Linked DNA regions of Pan troglodytes: region 1 is linked to region 2. Evidence: chromatin contacts called from public Hi-C data. All regions are on one chromosome and are shown on one strand. Each heading gives the region's core, a stretch centred on a gene start, on an enhancer-like site or on the middle of the called end of the contact. The rest is flanking DNA. Distances are from core to core; before and after follow the strand shown.

Region 1 (5,154 bases), core at 1,772-4,271, 270 kb before region 2:
ATCCCAGCACTTTGGGAAGCCGAGGCGGGTGGATCATGAGGTCAGGAGATCGAGACCATCCTGGCTACCACTGTGAAACCCTGTCTCTACTAAAAATACAAAAAATTAGCCGGGCGTGGTGGCGGGTGCCTGTAGTCCCAGCTACTCAGGAGGCTGAGGCAGGAGAATGGCGTGAACCCAGGAGGTGGGGCTTGCAGTGAACCGAGATTGCGCCACTGCACTCCAGCGTGGGCGACAGAGGGAGACTCCGTCTCAAAAAAAAAAAAAAAAAAAAAAAGTTTAAAAAATGCCACCCCCACAACCCCGTTTTTTTGAGACAGGGTCTCACTCTGTTGCCCAGGTTGGAGTGCAATGATGTGATCATGGCTCACTGCTTTCTTGACCTCCTCAGGCTCAGGTAATCCTCCCACCTCAGCCTCCCAAGTAGTTGGAACTACAGGTGTGTGCCACAATACCCAGCTATATTTTTTTGTATCTATTTCTTGTAGAGACAGGATTTCACCATGTTGTCCAGGCTAGTCTTGAACTCCTGGGCTCAAGTGATCCTCCTGCTTTGGTCTCCCAAAATGCTGGGATTATAGGCGTGAGTCACCATTCAATGATTTTAAGTTGTTTTTTTTTTTTTTTTTTTTTTTTTTTGAGACGGAGTCTCGCCCTGTCGCCCAGGCTGGAGTGCAGTGGCGCAATCTCGGCTCACTGCAAGCTCCGCCTCCCGGGTTCACGCCATTCTCCTGCCTCAGCCTCCCGAGTAGCTGGGACTACAGGCGCCCACCATCACGCCCGGCTAATTTTTTTGTATTTTTAGTAGAGACGGGGTTTCACCGTGTTAGCCAGGATGGTCTCGATCTCCTGACCTCGTGATCCGCCCGCCTCGGCCTCCCAAAGTGCTGGGATTACAAACGTGAGCCACCGCGCCCGGCCCCGATTTTAAGTTTTTTTTCAGGGGAAAGTTGGTGGGGATAAATAGGCATTCATGCTGCCAGAAATATTTCCTCCCATTCTTTTTTCTTTTCTTTTTTTTTTCTTTTCTCTTTCTTTCTTTCTTTCTTTCTTTCTTTCTTTCTTTCTTTCTTTCTTTCTTTCTTTTTTTTTTTTGAGACAGTCTCATTCTGTTGTCCAGGTTGGACTGCAGTGGCAAGATCTCGGCTTACTGCAGCCTCCGCCTCCCGGGTTCAAGTGATCCTCCTGCCTCAGTCTCCCGAGTAGCTGGGACTACAGGCGTCCATGCCCAGCTAATTTTTGTATTTTTAGTAGAGACGGGATTTTGCTGCGTTAGCCAGGTTGGTCTTGAACTCCTGGCTTCAAGTGATCCGCCCTCCTTGGCCTCCCACATTTCTGGGATTACAGGTGTGAGTTACTGCGCCTGGCCCTTTTTCTTTTCTTTTGGAGATAGGGTCTCATTTTGTCACCCAGGTGGGAGGGCAGTGGCGTGATCTCGGCTCACTGCAACCGGAACATCTGGGCTCAAGCTGTCCTTCCGCCTCAGCCCCCCAAGTAGCTGGGACTATGGGAGTGAGCCACCACGCCCGGCCCCATTCTTTTTGTCTTTGGGGGCTTATAATTTTTTGCAAATTTTCCCAAATTGTCATTTTTCCCCCTAACTTGCCATTTTGATGTGGTTTCAGGAGGAGAATGGGATAAACACATATGATGAATGCATTATGTTTCCAAGTGCAATTGTTTCCTTAAGAAGACTTGTGGCATTTGGATAGATAACTTTGGTGGACTTTTTAGAGAATAGATGTAAAGGATGGCAAGACTGGAAGCAGAATGATGTATCATTGATCTTAGGAGGCACTTGGGTTTTTTTGTGTGTGCTTGTTTGTTTTTTTGCATTTCAATATCTTCTAATTGGGATGTTTCACTTTAGCTATTAGTCAGACAGCAGTCAAACTATATTTGTCATACCTGCTCATGAGCATCAAAGCTTGCCAAATGGGTGTCTGAGGCTTGGAAGAAAACTCTAGAGCCTGGAGAGGAACACTCTTAGGAAATGCTGCATCACCAAAGCCCTTATGAAATGCACAGAGGACTACATTGCGTGGAAATTCGTGGACATCCAAGACTGAGTCAAAAAAATGAATCATTAACAATCAGTCTCTGTGAAGTTTTAGGGATAGTTACCATGTTATTGTTTTCTATTTCCCTTTTTATGCATGCACAAGAGTGAAATATAGAAATCGGTATGTATATAAACCCATATTTTCAATACATGTAAAACAAAAATGCTAAGTGGTAAGGAAAGCATTTGTCACAGATAATTTGCAACCTTTTTTCTTTTTTTTTTGAAACAGGGTCTTGCTCTGTTGCCCAGGCTGGAGTGCAGTGGCGTGATCTCGGCTCACTGCAACCGCCGGCTCCCGGGTTCAAGCGATTCTCTTATCTCAGCCTCACGAGTAGCTGGGATTACAGGCGCCCGCCACCACGCCTGGCTGTTTTGTATTTTTAGTAGAGACAGAGGTTTCGCCATGTTGGCCAGGCTGGTCTCGAATTCCTGATCTCAGGTAATCTGCCTGACTCGGCCTCCCAAAGTGCTGGGATTACAGGTGTGAGCCACTGCGCCCGGCCTTGTAACCTTTTTTCTTAGCGGGACATAAAATAATGGTGAATTTTCCAACTGATGGAGTCCAGGAAAGGGATAATAGTGAGCAGAGGGGAGATAATCACTGGAATGCCAAGAAGGAAAAATCAACTCGACTTGGCAGATTACTGGGGGAGAGGTAAAAGTGAAGGGGAGGAAATCTAGGATGGTTTCCACGTTTCTGGTCTGGGCAACTGAGTCGATGTGGTAACCTCGACTGGAGCAGGTTTGGGAGGGAGTTCAATTTAGGAAGGCTATGTTGAAAGAAACGAATGAACGAAAGCTTCGTGCTTGCTTTGCTGGGACGGAACCCCGCATCCGGTATCTGGCACCGGGAGTTTGTGGCTGTGTCTCGAGGCTCCTGCACCCTCTCAGAGCGTTAGTCAGAGGCGGGGCGGTGGTGCGGAGCGAGGGCCAGAGCAGGGCACCAGGGCTGGGCGCGCACCAGGAAGCCACCGCCTCCAGCTGAATGCGCGAATCCCGGCGCGGGGTGGGGCAGGGGCGGGCACGGTCTTCAGTAACTGCCCAGCGATTGGTTGGGAGGCACCACAAATGCCTAACAAACTGCTGAAGCGCCCTCCGAAGGGACAGACCTCATCTCCACCCCGCCCCGTCCCTCCGCCAGACTGGAGCGCAAACTATGGTCGCATTGATCACTGAAGGACCCTCACAGCAACCGCTCCTTTCCGGAGTCGGATGAGAGGAGAGTTGTGACTGGCAATTGGCAGGGGCGGGGCGGGCTAGGCCTGTAGCGCTGGGCGACCGTCCTGGGCATGGATTGGGCCGCGGGGTTGTCACCGTTATCCGGGAGGCGTGGTCAGCACTAATAAAGGCGGGGGCCGGCGCGGCAGCTGCAGTAAGTTCCACCGCAGCTAGACCGCGGGGTGGTCGGCGCGAGGCGGAGCTTGGCAGTTCCGTCCACTTCAGCCGCAGCGTCCCTCGCCGGGTGTCTCGCCGCAGCCTCCGGAGAGGAACAGACCCTCACTCTCTCTGTCAGAAAAATGTGAGTTGACTCTGGTGTGGGGGCTCGGCACCTCCTTGACAACTCTCGCCCCAAGCTCCCGACTCTGCGGGACGGAAAATGGCGCAATGCAGCAGCTGCAGCAACGCGGGGAACTACCACCGCGCGCCGTCTCCGGACCGGGCCACCCCCAGGGAGGGGGGCCAGCACCCCATTCTCGCACCAGCCACAGCTAGCACCCCACGGGCGGGGCAGGGGCGCAGGGGTCCCACAATCATTGCACCCTCTCCTCTCGTCTGAGTGGCGCCTCATTCTGGTTTTGGTATAGTGGAGACTCGGAGAGGGCGGGGGCTGAGGGTGGTGGATGGAGACAACTGGGCAGGGGACTCGAAAGGTATTTCTGTCATCTGGCTAAATCACTACTCAGCGCCTCAGGAAAGACAGTCATGGGTGCAACTGCCAGTTGGTAACTTGTGTTGCCCTACAATCTCTGGACTTGTTTACCCCTCACCCAAAGTGTGATGTCTAGCCCCCCTCATGGCAGTGAGCAAAGCTGCAGAAACTTATCTGCCAGTTCTCTGGCACCAGGTGAGCAGCTCAGAAAGACTCAAGGGGTAGTGGGATAGTGGCCTGTCATCCCAAGCGGCTATTCATACCACGGCCATTCGTATAGGAGATGTTTTTCTATCACCGAGTCTTACCAAATAGTTGGAGGAGAAATAGGGAGAGCTGAGCTTTCCCCCTTTCCTCCAACACACACAGTTTAGTCTCCAGCAGTCTTCAACATCACCCCCTTCGCAAGATCCTGAGGGAAAACTACGGCTAAACAAACGAAGTACTTCTCTGTCAAGACCTCAATATGTCTAATACAGATTTTTCTTTCTGATTACTACCCTGGCCTGGTCCTAGATGTATTTATGTTGCTTCTCTAAGTGACAAAAAAGGGAAGGATTTACTTGTGTTACATAAGGGTTGTAATTATCCCTAGATATTTTACTGTTGAGTGTTTCCAACTCCCAACAAGTAGTAAGTGAAATTGGCCTTGCAAATACTTCATAGCCATTTCACTTTTTCTTTTTGATCTCTATGGTTTTAACCAGATATGAGTGTTCTATGCATTTTGGGCAAGCCGTAGAATTCCAGTTGTTTTCATTTTGGGGAGGGGGCTTCCAGATAGTATCTACGTGGGATGAACAGAAGGCAACAGAAAAATCGTGGTGGCTAGCGGGGCATCACGAGGTCTCTGACCTTAATCTTGTCATTGGTGCCACCATCCTGGACTGCTTCCAACACTGGCTGCTACCTACTCATTGAATTTTCTGCCTTAAGTCGAGAGCTAGATTGCTTAGCTAGCTCAGTGGCAGGACAAGAGTCTTGTGGCTCCCATGACTTTGTGTCTATCTTTGCTTTACCTCCTTTGCACCTTAGAGGGAAATGGAAAAGTGATTCTTCAAATGGGGAATGAGTCAGGTGTAATCTGCTACCATAGCCTCTCTGAGGAGTTATTCTCTTTCTTTTTAGACTAAAAGAAATTCACTTAATCAAGGAGAATGAGCTTCTGGGTATTAGTTCTATTGTAATTAGTCAAATAATTTCCTTTTAGGTGACTTTG
Region 2 (5,918 bases), core at 1,686-4,185:
TAGGGGTTTCTGAATAGGAGTGGGGTGGCAGGCTGAGGACAGTATGGACAGATTGCAGGCCAGCAGGCCACAGACAGAGTAGATACCAGTGGCCCTGGGAGCCTCGCATCAGCTTCCTGCATATGCCATGGGGCAGATGGGGGTAGGGAGGAACACTGTGGCAGTCTGTGTTTCCCTGCAGTCCCAAACCTGGATGCAGTCTAGGCAGACAGCTGAGGACTAACCAACACACCAGCTGGGAGAGACTGTACCTGGGAGGGGAGAGGAAAACTCCCAAAGGTCAAGGGTGGGTGAGGCCAGCTGCCTTCCCGCAGACTTTTCTGCCGCCAGGGATTGGTGAAAGAAAGAAGCTAAGCGTGGCAGCTGGGTGGTTGCTGGGGTGGGTGGCAACACAGGAGGAGGGGTGCCCACGGCCAGCAGGGTCTTTTGAAAGCAAGTCAAGGGTTGGGAAGGAGCACACCTATATGCTGTCCTCACTGGGGTGTGTGTTATGGTGACTCATGCACTGGGGGAGGTCAGTCTCTGCAAATTGGAAAAACTGTTCAACCACCCCTTCAGCTCTGGGGAGGAGTAAATCTTAGATTTCCCTAAGGAGGCTTGTGGGGACCTCAGTGACCAGCTCCAGGGGGAATAAGTGCATTTGTTTCTTTTCTACTTTTTTTGAGACAGGGCTCACTAGGTCACCCAGGCTAAGTGCAGTGGTGCAATCATGACTCACTGTAGCCTTGACCTCCCAGGCTCATGCCATCCTCTCATCTCAGCCTCCTGAGTAGCTGCGACCACAGGTGCATGCCAACACGTCCAGCTAATTTTTTATTTTTTGTGGAGATGGGGTCTCACTATGTTACCCAGGCTGGTCTTGAACCTGGATGAAAGCGATCCTCCTGCCTCAGCCTCCCAAAGTGCTGGGATTACAGGCATGAGCCACTGTGCCTGGCCAAGTGCACTTTTTTGTTACAAGACTCTGGTGGCATGCACCTGTTTCTACATCCATCTATCTTGAGAGTGGCATAGAGACTCTCTTCCTGCCTGCAGAGCGGCAAGTATTGTCATGTGTGTGCAGGGAATGTGGCTATAGAAACAAGGACACAAGGGTTTCCTATTTCTTGTTTCTGTCGCCTCTCAGCCTTCCCATTTGTAGAGGCTGAGTGGCCTGCAGCAGGTGTCCCTGGAGCTCCTGGCCCCGCTGGCCTCTCCAGATGAACGTCCGCTCTGCGCCCTGCCTGGCCTTGGGTGGGCCGCCTGGGCTGGCGGGGAGGGGAGAGGGCAAGGCCAAGGCTCTCCTGGGCGGGCAGCTGGCTGGCACCTGATCTCTCCCGGAAATGCACACACAGGACTCATCCCACTAGAGGCGCAGATAGGTATCTGCCCCCTCCTCTCCCGAACTCTGAGTTCTCTCCAGTGAAGATACTTATCGTCCTTGAAAGAAATCAAGACAAGCTAGTCTTTCAGGTAGCTACCAGGGAGTTTGGCGCTCTCACGGTGGCTCAGAATCAAAGTCTGAGGGAACGGGGGCCTGCGAGGTTCCTCCTCAAGGGTGGAGGGGCCCCCGACTCTCAGGGACTGGGTCCCGGGGCCGGACCCGCGGCCGAGGCACCCCTGCCGCTCCTGCATAAAAGTGAGAGCCGCTCTTGGCTGAGCTCTCGCCGTGCCCGCACCCTCCCTTCCTGGCGCCCCCTACTACCTGGGAGACCCCACCCGGTCACGAGCCATACTGCTCGCCACAGTCCTCCAGGGCCTTGGCCCAAAGAGGGGTGCTCCGCTTCTCCCTGCCTTCCCCTCTGGCACTCGGAGGGGCTTGGGCTGGGAGCAGACACACACCCCAGCTCAAATCCTAGGCGAGCTCAAGTGCTCAGGACCCTCCCGCACGCCTCATCTCACGAGGGCCCGGCTCCCCACGCCGGCTGGGCGGTGATGAGCCCCCACCCGAATGCGCCCGTCGCGGCCGTCCCGCCCGGCTCTGGACCCGGCCTTGGAGCCAGCTGGCAGCCGCAGGGCGCTCTCTCTTCCCGCCCGGTGCCTGCCCGGTGCGGGCAGTGCCAGCTGCCGGCACTCGCAGCCGCGGCCAGTGTCCGGGGCCCGCGAACAGGTGGCCCCTGAGAGGAGCGCGCGGCAGTCGCGCTCACTCACCCAGAAGATGAAGTTAAATCCGAACAGCAGGTATTTGATGCACTTGGTGCCTCCTTTGACCGGCATGGTGAGGGCTAACTTAGCCTGGGCCGAACGGGTGCGGGACTGGGGGGCGCGCGCAGCTGGGACTGGCGGGACCTGGCGCTGGACACAGATGCAGGCGGCTGTAGGCTGGTCTCCGGCTGCACTTTTAAAAAGTGCCACTCCTTAGGGCGCGCGACCCGCTGCGGTGCGCATGTGCCGGGAAAAGCCGCCCCCACTCCCCCCGCCGGCCACGCCTCCCGCCCCACCGGCCCCGCCCGGGCCGCACCCCCCCCCCCGCCCCCCGCCCCCGCCCAGGTCCGGCGAGCCCCGGCCCCAGCTGCCCCGCGGAGCCCGACCCTCTCCCTGTTTCCCCGCCTAGTCGCCCTAACCCCCACCCGCCACCCACTCCTTCTTCCAGCCGTCTTGGGGTCTTTGCAGGCAGCCACTCCCTGCCACTTTTACCGCGGACTTGCGTGGAGGCCTCGCCCTTCCGGTTCCCCCGCGTTTGGTCTGGGCGCCGGACCGGGCGTTCTGCTTTGGGAGACTCTTCCCCGGGTCGTCTGGGCTAAAGGCCCCTTGGCCAAGGCCTGCTGCCAGAGTGAGGGGCCCTTCTGCTTTGCGAGGATTTAAAGGGAAGCCGCCTGGCTTAATTTCGCCCTCGTCTGTCTCCTTGCAAACCTTCGCTCGCTGACCATACTTTTCACTGGGCACAGCATGTGGGGTAGGAGGAATTAGAAGCGCGCAGTCTGGGTGGGATGACAGATGGGAGGCTTTTGGAAGTAATTAGCAAGTACCTATCACCGAATAATAACACAGCTGGGGGCTGGGCAGTCCCCAAGCGCTTCCTGCACTTGAGGTTTAGTTGCCCCAGAGGGAAAAAGGGTTTGTAGAGGGCTTCTCTTTTTTCTCTACTCCTCCACCCCACCCTCCCTCCTGCGTCTTTGGACTTGCTCGCTGCTGCCTTGAACTGCTCCAGATGCCGAGCTTGGAGCGCTTCTCCTGAGCTCACAAACTTTCTGTGGCTCTCCAGATTCAAGGACCTAAGTCGAAATTCCTCGTCTTGCCCTCAAGGCCCTGTACAGAGCACTGATCTGACTTCTCCCGGACCCAGAGCCCACCCCACTCGCTGGCCGGCATGCGCCCTGGCTGGCTGGTCCCCCCCACGTCACTTGTAGGAATTCTGTGGATCTTTAAACACTCCTTTCCTGATTCTCTGGAGTGGACGAGGAGAGTCCCCTTCTTTTGAAGTCCCAGAATCCCTTTGTATTATTTTCAAAATGAAGTTTCCTTTACTGTCCTTTATGATTACAAAAGCAAGATACAGTCATTACAGAACCAACCGAAATACCAAGAAGTGAAAGGAACAGACCTCAAAATTCTGCTCACCGGAAACAGCCACTGTTAGCACATTGCTGTTATTTGCCTGTTTATTATCAGTAGACTTGTCTCATTGGTTCAAAAACATTTTTCAGTATCTATTAGGGTATTTCATTAGGGGTAGGAGCTGAAAAACGTGGATTAGCCCTTGTTTCTGCTCAGGGACCAGTGTGGGAGGAGACAGGCAGCCAGACAATGGTTTGAGGGTGATAGGTGCAGTTACGGGGAGAGGCTTGGGGGCTAAGAGGCTAAGGAGAGGCCTCTGACCCAGACTGGGAGATGATGCTGCAGAACCACAGGGAAAGTTGCCGCCAAGGGAGAATCCTGGGCAAAGGCTGGGGCAGGGGCTGTCTGGGCTCTGGGCTGGAGCCTGGAGTCACGGGGTGGTTTGTGGGAAGGTGAGAAAGAGCCTTGTGCTCCTGGACTTTGCACTCTGAGCATTAGGGGCCACCGAAAGGTTCAAGCAGGGGAACGGTTGGATCTGCTGTGTTTTCAGAGGTTCTCTGCCTGTGTTTTAGGTAGTTGGGTGGGGGAAGGCCGGAGGGGCAGTTAGGAAGCCCCTTGAGAACCAGGACCATTGTTGGCATCTCCAGTCCTTGGCTCAGTGCTTTAGGGGATTGCGTGGAACATGGAGATGTTGTATTTGGGGAGACACAATCAGGTAATATGAGGGGAGCAGTGGTAGATGAAAGTTGAGCTGAGGACCAGGTGCAAATCTGCTAGGAGGCTGTGGAGTAGTTCAGGTGAGAGAAGAATGAATGAAGGCGGGGCAATGGGATAAAGGCTGGAGAAGGCAGGGCAAAACCCCATGAGGTGTCAGGGCGGGAAGGGGAGGGAGAGATCAGAGGCAGAGAGCAGAAGCTAGTAACAAGTAGGGGCACAGGGCACATCCCCACGTCAATCTGAGTCCGGGAGGCTTCCCAGAGCAGGGGACATTGCAGCAGCTGACTTGACTTGGGAAGGTGGAGTCAGTAGTCAATGTGGAGGAGGGAATTCCAAGCAGAGGGAACTGGATATGCAAAGACACAGAAGCGGGCAGCTGGCTGCACTGGGGAAACCGATAGTGGTACATGGGGAGGAAGGAGGACAAGGAAGGAGAGGCAGGGCCTAAACTGAGCCTAATGCCAAGAGGACAAGCAGAGGAATTTTGGTGATGCTTGACTTTACACATCCTAACCAGTGTCCAGGATGATTCCAGCACAGAGGAGGAGTGTGAAGCACCCTGGAGGGTGGGAAGGAGGCCGGAAAACAGTCAGTGTTCCGTTGTGCCCTTTTGGGCCTGCGTCCATCTATCTTGGGAGACAGGTCTTAGGAAAAGAAAGATTTTATCGCATCTCCCCCTTCTCCCAAGTTAACAATTACTGGTGGGAGGAGTTCAGTAAATATTTAAGTTTATAATAGAAATGACTTATTAGGGTAAACGTGAGTGTTGACAGAGGAAATCCACAGGGAGGCCTTAGAACCTGCCTGCCACAGAAGCGCTGCAGAAACGCTGCCTGTTGCTCCTATTCCTATTATTGTTTACACTGAAGAAAGAATTGGGGTCAGCCTATATAGTTCAGTGCCACATTCGTATAATCAAGGCATCCTTTTTATGTGATGAGAGCATTGGGCCTGAAGTGAGGGGGTCTGAGTTCTACTCTTGGTTCTGACCCTTTGGTCTATGTTAGGCAGGCAGCCTCCTCTCTGGGCCTCAGTCTCCTCACCTGTACAAGAGTATTGTGAAAGGAAAATAAATCTTAGGACCCCAAAATCAATAAGCCAAAGGAAAAAATCAAGCTGGGAACTGCCACAGGCAAACCTGCCTCCCATTCCTAAATAAGATAGCTACAAAGATTTTTTAAAAAGCTATGCACTTCTCGGCCGGGCGCAGTGGCTCACGCCTGTAATCCCAGCACTTTGGGAGGCCAAGGTGGGCGGATCACGAGGTCAGGAGATCGAGACCATCCTGGCCAACATAGTGAAACCGCATCTCTACTAAAAATACAAAAATTAGCCAGACATGGTGGCGCATACCTATAATCCCAGCTACTCGGGAGGCAGAGGCAGGAGAATCCCTTGAACCAGGGAGTTGGAGGTTGCAGTGAGCCGAGATCGCGCCACAGCACTCTAGCCTGGTGACAGAGTGAGACTCTGTCTCAAAAAGAAAAAAAAAAAAAAGCTATGCACTTCTTGTTGGGCGCTGTGACTCACACCTGTGATCCACGCACTTTAGGAGGCCGACGCGGGAGGATCATGAGGTCAGGAGATCAAGACCATCCTGGCTAACACGGTGAAACCTCGTCTCTACTAAAAATACAAAAAAATTAGCCGGGCGTGGTCGCGGGCACCTGTAGTCCCAGCTACTCAGGAGGCTGAGGCAGGAGAATGGCGTGAACCCGGGAGGC

Evidence for each region. Hi-C and Micro-C count contacts between places; a contact is called where the count stands out from the background.
Region 1: a Hi-C map of stem cell-derived neural progenitor cells shows a contact between it and region 2, with 4 times the contacts expected there. The contact joins the promoter of VAMP1 here to the promoter of CD9 in region 2. A contact is called at or near these places in 1 of 7 Hi-C or Micro-C datasets (stem cell-derived neural progenitor cells) and 1 of 1 datasets of contacts at active chromatin or transcription factors (stem cell-derived excitatory neurons).

Annotation. Positions count from the first base shown.
Region 1 is chr10:13,651,973-13,657,126 of NHGRI_mPanTro3-v2.0_pri, reverse strand. It overlaps VAMP1 (vesicle associated membrane protein 1), which reads left to right and starts at 3,021. Exons shown (of 9, transcript XR_010147949.1): 1 at 3,021-3,584.
Region 2 is chr10:13,376,934-13,382,851 of NHGRI_mPanTro3-v2.0_pri, reverse strand. CD9 (CD9 molecule) reads right to left here and starts at 2,935. Exons shown (of 9, transcript XM_508947.8): 1 at 2,617-2,935; 2 at 2,131-2,312. The coding sequence starts at 2,196.